Regions from separate parts of the Anser cygnoides genome. Here region 2 is linked to region 1. A link is a contact called in public Hi-C data. All regions are on one chromosome and are shown on one strand. Each heading gives the region's core, a stretch centred on a gene start, on an enhancer-like site or on the middle of the called end of the contact. The rest is flanking DNA. Distances are from core to core; before and after follow the strand shown. Region 1 holds the start of EGLN1 (egl-9 family hypoxia inducible factor 1). Region 2 has its middle 16 kb from the start of SPRTN.

Region 1 (5,013 bases), core at 1,856-4,355:
GTTGCTTGTACAACCATACAACTGCTGCACTTGAACTCTATAAAGCACATGTAAGGATAGATAAATGCAGCTATTATTACTACTTAACGAAAACAGGAAAGTTATTCATTGACCAACCCATTTTTTTTTTAGGTATTTCTAATAAACACATCAGATCTGTATCTAAGTGGTGATAAAAAAAAAAACAAAACCCTCTGACCTTGCATTAAGTTTATCCCACATCCTCCGCCTCATGACTGGTACAACTTTAGAAACTTTTTATCTGCATTCTCTGCGAATCGATTATGTCTCATCACTGCCTAGTCACCCTTCAAGCTCTTTTCCAGCCTCCACTGGCACACAGAAGAAATTAGCTCTCTTGGAAATGCCAAGCTAGGGAGCCAGTGGAGAGTAACTCACAGGCAAGAGAGGAGGCAGTACCCTCCCCCTCCGTTTTGGCAACCTTCGTGTTGGTCATTTTGCTTTGTATACTGTATGTTCCTTTCTGTCATGCTTTGCCCTTATGCTGTCTTTTAAGGAACAAGCTCTCTGGCAATGAATAGAGTCTTTATATGCTTGGAAAACATTTCTAGCACGTTGTAGACACAATTGTGGTATAAATAGTCATTGTTTTCAGAATTTCCCTACCACCGCTCTTTTCTTCAGTTTTGTCACTGGAGCACAACCTCTATGGAATTGTTTTGTGCCCCTGGTGATGCGCTATAAGCATAAAATATGGCAAATGTTTTGTGTATTTGAAGATGGATTTTGTTGATCTTGTTTTTTTCTGTTGACCATGCTGGGAACACAGTAGTACATCAAGACAACTCGAAGTAGTTCAGCACGTTAGTAACCGTAAAAATTAAGACCAAAACCTTTAATTGCATCCCAAAAGACATGTGGGAAAGAGGGAAAGAACAAAGGAGTTTTGAAGCCAAATTAGCCCACGAATTAATAACTATCATTTGGTTTTAGCCAGACACCATATTCGTGCCTTGGTCCTTATTTGTTTCATGGTTGGACTACTGAGTTCTGAGCCTGTGACTTTCATCTCCATTATGTTTGCCGAAGGAGTACACAACAAATGCAAAAGGTCTTTAACTCTTCGGTTTCCCCCTGGCATTGTTTGCATTTCTGAAGTTTTTGAAAATAACAGGCTCGACTCTTTTCTCGTTTAGCCTGGTTTAACAATGCTCTAAGTCCAAAGAATTTAGCTGTATTAATCTCAGCTTAAAGCACGCTAGAGGAATGCCTAGTATTTCTGACGTACCTCATATTGCTATAGTCAAAGAACAACTCCCATTAAGCCTAGATTAAAAATCTGTCCCCTTTATGCTCTGGACTTAAAACATCTTTTTAAACCATTTCCTTCTGCCTCTACCATTATACTTTCCTTCCTTTAAGAGCCATGAACAAAGAAATTACTAACCTGTGACTCTGTTTTCAGTTCCCAGCTTTTCCAGTTCTTTCAGCTCTTCATTTAAAAAAAAAAAAAAAAATCAGCCTTGGCACTTGCTGATCACATTCAGGAGATTTCATGGACATGACATGACCTTGTCCTCTCAGTCCCTCCTTTTGCCTTCCTCATAATTCACCCTGTTTTTCCTTCCCTTTTTCTGTGTATGTACCACAGGCATTTGTAGCCTTGGCACACTTTGTTTCTCCTTTGACATCCTTCACATAGCACATGCAGTGCCTAACATTCCTCTAAGTCCTACTAATATGTCAGTTAATTTTAAATCTAGTTCTCTATAGACAGATGGGGAGAATGATCCATTTCGATAGCATTAGTGTAGCCATCTTACTAGACTATATTACAGTCTTAGGCCTCACAACAGCCTGTGAGGAGTGAAAGTGTTGGTATTTCTGTTCTGGAGGTGAAGAAAAACTGAATTGTCCAAAATCACATCAAAGCCTGTGGCAACATAGAGGTAGAAAGCCCAAGCTACTCATCTTGGGTTACCAACCGGAGGACTAATTTCACCTTTCTCCCTCCAAATCTAGATATTGACTCATTTCTTTGACACGTTTTGGATTTTAGGATGGATTTCTGACCAGAAAGGCGGTGCGTACCAGCTGAGGGCTGCTGCCTCTCACCAGCCAGCCCAGCCCAGGCAAACCCACGGAAGGAACAATTCTGGCCTGCTCGCGAGCTGGCTCTCGGAGGGGTGGCCACGGGAACCCCGGCTGCCCAGGAGGAATCGTTGTGGGAGACTGTGAGGTGCTGGGTAAAACACTGTCACCCCGGGCTGGGCAGGAAATTACAGAATATGCTGCATTTACTTGATGCCTACTACCAACTACGGTTCAGCTGGATCGATCAGAGCCTGTATGTCATCTTAGAGGTCCTTTCGTGGCTTCTGATAACTGATGTGACTGCATTAAGACCTTCCATTTGGTGGCTTCTGCACTCGCCATTCTCCCCATTCACCCTCTGGAGGTTCCCGGCTGCTCTGCCAAACCCATTTCCTTTTTCCCGTCAGGGGCTTTGTCGCGTTCATCGCGGCCCTAGCTCCTCACTCCCTGAGGCTTCAGCGGCCACATCGCCAGCTCCTTCTTCCTGCTCTCGGCGTTTATTTAAGCCGCCTGCCCCCGGCCTGGTCAGGTCGAACAGAAGTCACGTTATTTACCCGGCAGGGGTATTCCGGGGCACAGAGGAGCGACAAAACCCGCACCGTCCCCCGTCAGCCCGGCCCCGCTGCCCCTCCTCGGGGGGCCGCCCGGGGCACGGCCGAGCCGGGCGCCCCCCGGAGCGGCTCGGGGCGGCCTACGCGGCCCTGCCCGGCCCGGCGCGGCTCGGCTCGGCTCCGCCCGCCCGGTCGCTGCGGCCCCGCCCGCCTGACGCGCCGGCGGCGCTGTGGGGCTGGAAGTGGCGTACGTGCGGAGCGGGCCGCGAGTGTGGCGCCTCCTCCTCGCCCCGACACAGCGGCGGAGGCGCGGCGGGCGGAGGAGGAGGCGGCGGCGGCGGCGGCCGCAGCGGGCAGCGAGCGGGCGGCGGGCAGCGAGCGGCGCCCCCCGCACCGCACCGCGGCACCCGCCCGGCCGGCGATGAGGCGGCGCTAGCGGCGATCGCGGCGCACGGGAGGGAGGAGGAGGAGGAGGAGGCAGGGCGCCGGGGGGCCCCCGCGGCAGCCCCGCGCCTCGGCCGCCCCGGAGGAGGCCGCGGGCCGGCGGGGGCCGCGGCGGCGCCGGGCGGCCATGATGCAGTGAGCGCTGCCTCCCAGCGCGGCCGGCCGGGGGCCCGCCTCCTTACATAACCCCTCGGCGGCCGAGCAGCGCCATGGCGAATGACAGCGGCGGCGGGGCCGGGCAGGGCGGCGGCGGTGGGAGCAGCAGCAGCGGGAGCAGCGGGGCAGCAGCAGCAGCAGCAGCAGCAGCGAGCGGGACCGGCAGTACTGCGAGCTGTGCGGGAAGATGGAGAACCTGCTGCGCTGCGGGCGCTGCCGCAGCTCCTTCTACTGCAGCAAGGAGCACCAGCGCCAGGACTGGAAGAAGCACAAGCTCATCTGCCGCGGCGGAGGCACGGCGGCGGCGGCGGCGGCCGCAGCAGGGGGCGCTGCCGAGGCCCGCGCAGGGCTCCCCCCGCCGCACCGAGCACACAGCGCCGGGGGGCGGCGGCGGCGGGGGGCGGCGGCCGCCCGGGGGGGGCGGTGGCGGCGGCCCCGGAGGCCCCCGGCGAGGCCGCCCCGCTGAGCCACAACCGCGTCGCCGCTGCCGCTGCTGCTGCCGCTGCCGGCGGCGGGGAGACGGAGGCGGCGGCCCCGTCGCCGGTGCCGTCCGGGGAGGCGGTGCTGCTGTACCGGGACAAGTCGAACCTGTACCCGGGCGGCGTGCAGGCGGGGCCCGGCGGGGCCGCGCTGCGCCCCAACGGGCAGACCAAGTCGCTGGTGCCGCAGCGGCTGGCGCTGGAGTACATCGTGCCCTGCATGAACAAGCACGGCATCTGCGTGGTGGACGACTTCCTGGGCAAGGAGCTGGGCGGGCTGGTGGCCCAGGAGGTGCGGGCCCTGCACCACACCGGCCGCTTCACCGACGGGCAGCTCGTCAGCCAGAAGAGCGACTCGTCCAAGGACATCCGCGGCGACAAGATCACCTGGGTGGAGGGCAAGGAGCCGGGCTGCCAGACCATCCGCCTGCTGATGAACAGCATGGACGATCTGATCCGCCACTGCAGCGGCAAGCTGGGCAACTACCGCATCAACGGCAGGACGAAAGTGAGTGGGGCGCGGGGGGGCCCGGGGGGCCCGCCGGGCCTTCCCCCTAAAACAGGGGGGTGTAAAAGGGAAAAAGAAAACAAAATCGAAAGCAGCGCACGCATTGGGTCCCGAACACGGGGTCCAGCCGGTGCTGGAGCTGGGCTGGGTTTCTGAAAGGTCTTAGCACGCTTTTCATTTCATTTTATTTTTTCCTGCCAAAATCTGATTTTTTTTTTCCTCTCTGTAGCAGTGTCTTGAGGCCGGAGAAGCCAGTCAAGCTCGCCCATTGTGTCAGGCTAATTTGCAATTCTCCCCGAGCCCTGAAAATGAAATTCACACCCCTTGGTAAAGGCCCAGCAATGAATATTCATCAGTAGCTTTTCACTTTTAAAGAAGGGCTGGGGGGGGGGGGGGGGGGGGGTAGCCCTGCACAGTTCGCTGCTACCCCCGGTGCAGTATAAGGGAGGCAGTGAGCTGCTGAGCACCATCGCAGCGCCGGGGCCGCCCGGCCACAGACAGGCTGTTGTTGCTGCAGCTGCGGGACCTCAGCTGCTGGGGAGCCTGGCAGGGAGGAGAGAAGGAACAGCCCTGGGTTTGTGTTGGGTGCGCTAAATCCCAGCTCCTCCGATACGGAAAAGTGGGTGGGAATTTCCTTTTTCTTGGTGTTTTTTGTTTGTTTTTTTTTTTTTGAAATGAGGTCTCGGTGTACCTCTGGTTGAACCGGTACCGTGCTATAACTCTCAGCAGGGACGTGGTCTGGATTTCCCCCATATCCCCATTAGGTTGGATTTTTTTTTAAGCCAACTTATCTTACAGACAGCTCTAAATCTCTTTAAGG
Region 2 (5,207 bases), core at 1,978-4,477, 37 kb after region 1:
TGTGGTTATTTGTGATCTATGTGACTTTTAAAAACTACTCCATAGTAACTAATTTATAAATGCCCCTGGTAAAGGGGCATATGGATTTTTGTGCTTTAAATCAGAGCTGGTTTTAATCTAGAGGAGGGTCTGTTTCTTTTTGAACTGTCCTAATTACGTGGGTGTGGTGATCAGTTTTCATGTGATGGACTTTCTCCATCAAAAACAGCATCAGGTTTTGACCGGTTGGAGTAATGACCTACACAGAGACAGCTCTTGGTTTTCACCACTTTCTGATATGTGCAAGAGGTAGGAAATGAAAGCCCCCTTCAGATAGGCTTTAGTAAGGTTTAATGGGAGCTCTTCAGTTTTACGTGGCTCCTAGGGAATAGTGAGCCCTCTGAAGATGGCCGGAGAGCAGTAGGGTCGACAGAAGGCAGCCTATACAAGATGCCACACCATTTTCCTACAGTTTTCAATTGAGTCTTAAAGGGCTATCCAGTAATCAAGGAAGCATCTGAGTGGAGCCGTTGCTCCAGCTCCTGTGAAGCACTCCTACGTGCCCTTGTTTGTCCTTGCAGGCCCAGGAAGAGTTGCCTGGATCTCTGGCTGAGTCTGCCAGCCGTAGTGCACCTTCTGGCACACCTATCGATACCTGCTGGGCTCAGCTATGCTCTAAGGTGGTGGCTTTTGTCAGCGTGCTAGGCTCACACCTAAGTGCAGCAGCACTCAGCTGGTCCAGTGTGGATTGAGGCTTTTCCATGCTTCAGTGACATATAGCTTAGGTTCTCTTGAAATACTCTCTTCCCCGTCTTCCTTTTCTGTTGAACAAGTTACAAGTCTAATAGCACTCACAACCATCTTGTGCAGACGCGATTTTTAATTATCACATCGTTGCGCACAGTATGCAGGGGGATCAGTTTGCATTGCAAAGTCGAACGCCGCACCAGGGAACGATGAAGTAAGTCTTTTGGCTGTTGCTCTAAAGAAAACCACTTGCAAATCTGACAGGAAGCTAGCTGACAGCCCGAGCACGGGAGGCAAGTATCTTATGTAAAACATCTGGCTGTGCTGGCCACTCTAAGGTCAGGAGTGGAAAGACCACATCTCTAAGTCATGCTGATAAGTATAATCAGCCTGGAAAGTACCGCTTTTGTGCCTGCTGAATCCTTTGAAGAAGAGGGGAGATTGCTAAATGACAAAAGCAAACTCAATCTGAAAAATCCGGAAGTCTAGCGCATGTACTTTGCCTGTAGGCTTGCAGATAGCTGCATGGACTTGCAAATGCGTAGTGGGAATTTATGAGTACTCAGCAGCAAAGACTTTGAAGACATTCATGGGACTTGCTTGGATTTGGATCTCATCTGCATTTTTGGGAGGTGGGTATGGATCTGCAGAAACCTTGGGGCTCTGACAATCGGCTTTCATATAAAATAACAATTTAGCCTTTTTGGGGGGAATGTGAAGTAAATGTGAACGATTGCTGCAAATGCACTGAAGCTTGTTTGAGCTATTACACTGCTGCAGGAGCTCTGCGAGGTGCCTGCTGCATCAGAGTTGCCTGACCCTGCCAGGTGGGAGCGGACAGCAGCTGAGAGAAGTGGGTTCGAGGTCCTCTGCCCTACCAGACAAAACGAGTTCCAGAGAATTTGCTCTGTTGACTTTTGCAACCACTTACTCCGTTCCATTGAGCTTTTCCACATAGCTTTGAAGATGACTGAGTGTAAGCACATTTATCCATTTCCTAAAAAAAGACAAGAAAGAAAAAAAAAAGGCCATAGCTCCCCCCCCGCATAGAAGTGGAAGTAAAAAAGTGGAAGGAGCACATGAGATGTAAATCACCAACCCACTGGGGATAAACTGAAGTCCTTAGCATGACAGGGAGGAAGGAAGAGTTTAATAGAAATAGTAAAGTAGGACAGGAAGAGAATGATGCCTGAGCCCAAAATAAAAGGCACGTGGAGTGGGTGAGAGGAATATGGAATATAACCAAGCACAAATGTTATATTTGTACTGGTTATAGTTCATGCATTCTTTGGGAGAGATTATTATAACTATCTTGTGTACAACATGGCAATAAATGCTGGAAAAAGTGACCAGGTAGTTTAGCTTATAAGCCCCAATACCAGCATCTTCATGTGGCTGAAGGTTTGCAGGGCACGGCTCACACCTGGGAGCTGAGGGTTGTAAAATACACAGGTGGGCTGCTCTGGGGCAGTGCCCAAACTGGAACCCCATTTTTGTCTTCAAATTTGGTTGGACATGGGAAACAAAATTTCATCTCAGAATATTCCGTGTGAATTGGGGGGGCTGTCTGGGTGTTGGGGTGGTTTGTTAGGATGGAACCACTTCCTTGCCTATGCTCTTTTCAAGAGATGACGTGGTTCAGCTTTCTTTTTGCTTTTAAAAAGAAACTTAGCATTAACTGAAATGCAGAAATTTGATTCTTACTCACAAATGGAAAGCCTAATACCTGCATATTGAATTGGGTTGTGAGTTGGTATTTCACTGCCTAAAGAAAGCAAGGGTCAAACAAAGGTCCAAGGAGAAAAAAAAAAAAAGAGAAAAAAAATCAGAACTAGCATAAATCGTGTGTTATAAATATATCTTGCTTGCATTAGGACATGTAAGCAAGCTTTAAAAATAATAAAGTTTTAAAAGTAATAAGGATTACATTGTAGTAGATGACATGTTGAAACATAAGGCTAAAAATGTAAGAAAACTAGAATTTGGGGCTTTGCTTAATTGCTGTTGCAATCCAGAGAAGGTTTTTCATACAGTGAGAATGGGAATGAATGCATTAAAAAAAAAAAAAAAAAGGACAAAAAAACCCACCTAGTTTTAGAACAAACTAAACATGACCAGCCCCAAACCTGACAAATACGATCTCAACTGTTGGTGACTGCAGTACCTTGAGTTCCTGGAGCTGAAAGATATTTCAGAACTGTTTTTATTTGAGCACTTGGCAGCATCTTTGGACATCAAGGAGTAACCATTTCTCCAAGGAAAATGTGGTTCTGGAAACCACTAACATTTGGTAAAGGGACGCAAGGCCACGTGTAATAACTGGATTTGTTTTCTGAGATGAGAACCCAGCTGACACTGCTCCTTTCAGCAAAGATGGTGTGCCAACAGAAAAACGCAAAAGTTCCAGCTGCTGGAGTGGGCATATTTATTTTCCCTTCACTTCCCCTTCCCCAGCCGCAACCTAATAATGGGTGCATGTTCTGCACAGTCATATTTTAAAGAACAAGCAAGAACTGTAGTAGTAGCTTAACTCTCTTTGGACCTAAAGTTTTGTTCTATGTAGAACTCTAAAGGGAAGTAGGTAACACTTCTAAACTTCTTAGGTTAGCTTTTTTTCCTCATGTGCACTATGAGAATATATATTTTTTTCTTTTTAAAGCTTAATTTAAAATAGCACAAGTAGAAAGCAACTTTACATAGCTAGAGCCACAATTTTGTATGAAATAATCTGTAAGGGAACGTATTTACAGTAAAAATTAGGCTTCTACAGAACCAGGAGAGCACATAGAGTTCATTTTTTTTCTGCCTTTTTTTTTTTTTTTTTTTTTTGCGTGATCATTTTCACTTATGACTCAGCAAACCTGCCCGCATTAGCTGTTATCTGTAGGGCACGTAGCAGGAATGCAGAAACACGTCGGGAACAGCGGAGCGAGCCAGGGCGAAGCAACAGCGAGCAGCTGGGTCCCCCTAGTGCTGCCACCGGCAAGAGGGGGCCCGCGCTGCTTTAGCTTGCAGCAGCCACAGGGGGGGCATTTGGGCTGGGAGGCTTTTGTCGATGCAAACTCTTCTTTAGGTCCTTGTGAGGCTGCTTCACCTTGATGTCACCTGCAACCTTACATCCACTGGGGCTGGGAATGAAGGAGCTGGGAGCAGAGGAGGCACCTCCAGTGCTAATAGGAAGCTTGAAAGTTTGTTCCAGCATCCTTGGGCAAGAGTGTATGGAGAACAGCAGCTCTGCCCAGCGTGCCCCGTGCCATTCCTGCCAATGCACCTGCCTGGGGGGCCCTGCACGCTTTTGCATCCTCGCCTTTGTCCAACGAGAGCCCTGGTTTCCAGGCGGCGCTGAGTCCTGAAGCATTGTCCCAAGCACTTTCAGCTGATCTCCAGGAGTTTCTACTCTACTTTCATGTGGGCAGTGGATTAAATCATAAAATACTTGGCTGAGGGAAATATTTGGGGTTGCTGGGCGATTCCAGGAGGTCAAGTGGTAGCTAAGCCCTTGAACGAGGAGAGAAAAAAAAAATGCCTACAGAAGAGCCTGTGCCAAGTCCCAGCCAGGAGTGTTGCCCCCGGCTGCTGCTGCGAGCCCCACGTCCCTGCTGTTGGACACCCAGGAGCCATTTCACATGAAGTTTGGGTAGGGACCGACTCCAGGAGACTGGAAACTGGTGCAGGATCCACAAACAGAGCATCTAGCTGTAAATCTCCTGAAAATGACAACACTTCAACACAAAAATAAGTGCCTGTGCGCACATGTCCCAGCATGGGCTGGGATCAACAAATCATACAACCCAGTGCTGGGGATGCTTGCTCAACAGCAGAGATTTCTGCTGCCCCTGCCCTTTCTGAAGAAGTTAAGGCCCATTTCTCTAGGTATCTGCTCCAGGGTGGGCACAGACTGCCCACAACCCTACAAGTGGTTCAGCACATGCACTGCTAGCGGTACAAAGCCTTACATTTAGTCTGGGAGAGCTCAGCTACAGGAGAGTCCTGAGGGAATTCAACATTTCTAGAGCATGTAAAGGAATTGGGAGGAAGCCTGGATTAAGGCAATTTTATGCATCCTGCTCCAACCTCAGGTGTCCTCGTTTTTTCTGGAGAATGCTGGCATCCAAAATGCCTTGCAAAAAGCTCCAAAGCCATTACTTACCACTAAGGACATGTGTCTGCTTTGACAAAACTGCATTTCAAGAAGCAAGTGCCTGCACAAATGTTAGCAGTAAAACCTCTTGGGTGGTGTCCCCTTAACTCTGTGAAATTGCCAGGGAAATGTTGCCAGATAGCTTGAATAGTCTTTTGGGGTTTTGCAGTGCCTGAAATCCCTCCCACTTCCTGCCATCAGATGCTTTTCCTGCCTCCTAAGTCTCTTACAGGTACATTCCAAGTTGGTTACATCTAAGCTTTAATTCGCATCATCTGAAGCACTGATAATCCTGGCTCCCCCTTCACGGCTTATTGAAGAAGCAACAATTAAAAAATCG

What was found. A called contact is a pair of places that touch in the nucleus more often than the background predicts.
Region 2: a contact with region 1 is called in a Hi-C map of liver, with 2.9 times the contacts expected there. The contact joins the enhancer-like site here to the promoter of EGLN1 in region 1. A contact is called at or near these places in 3 of 7 Hi-C or Micro-C datasets (granulosa cells and liver).

The regions. Positions count from the first base shown.
Region 1 is chr3:44,000,481-44,005,493 of Taihu_goose_T2T_genome, forward strand. It overlaps EGLN1 (egl-9 family hypoxia inducible factor 1), which reads left to right and starts at 3,106. Exons shown (of 7, transcript XM_048047260.2): 1 at 3,106-3,329; 2 at 3,332-3,588; 3 at 3,591-4,193. The coding sequence starts at 3,260.
Region 2 is chr3:44,037,739-44,042,945 of Taihu_goose_T2T_genome, forward strand. No RefSeq gene overlaps it. Among named protein-coding and RNA genes, the nearest start is that of SPRTN, 16 kb to the right of the region's middle. Within about 2 kb of position 3,228, at least 1 of the 3 cell types and tissues checked has open chromatin away from gene starts, as enhancers often do. A contact at or near this core is called in liver, where this site is marked.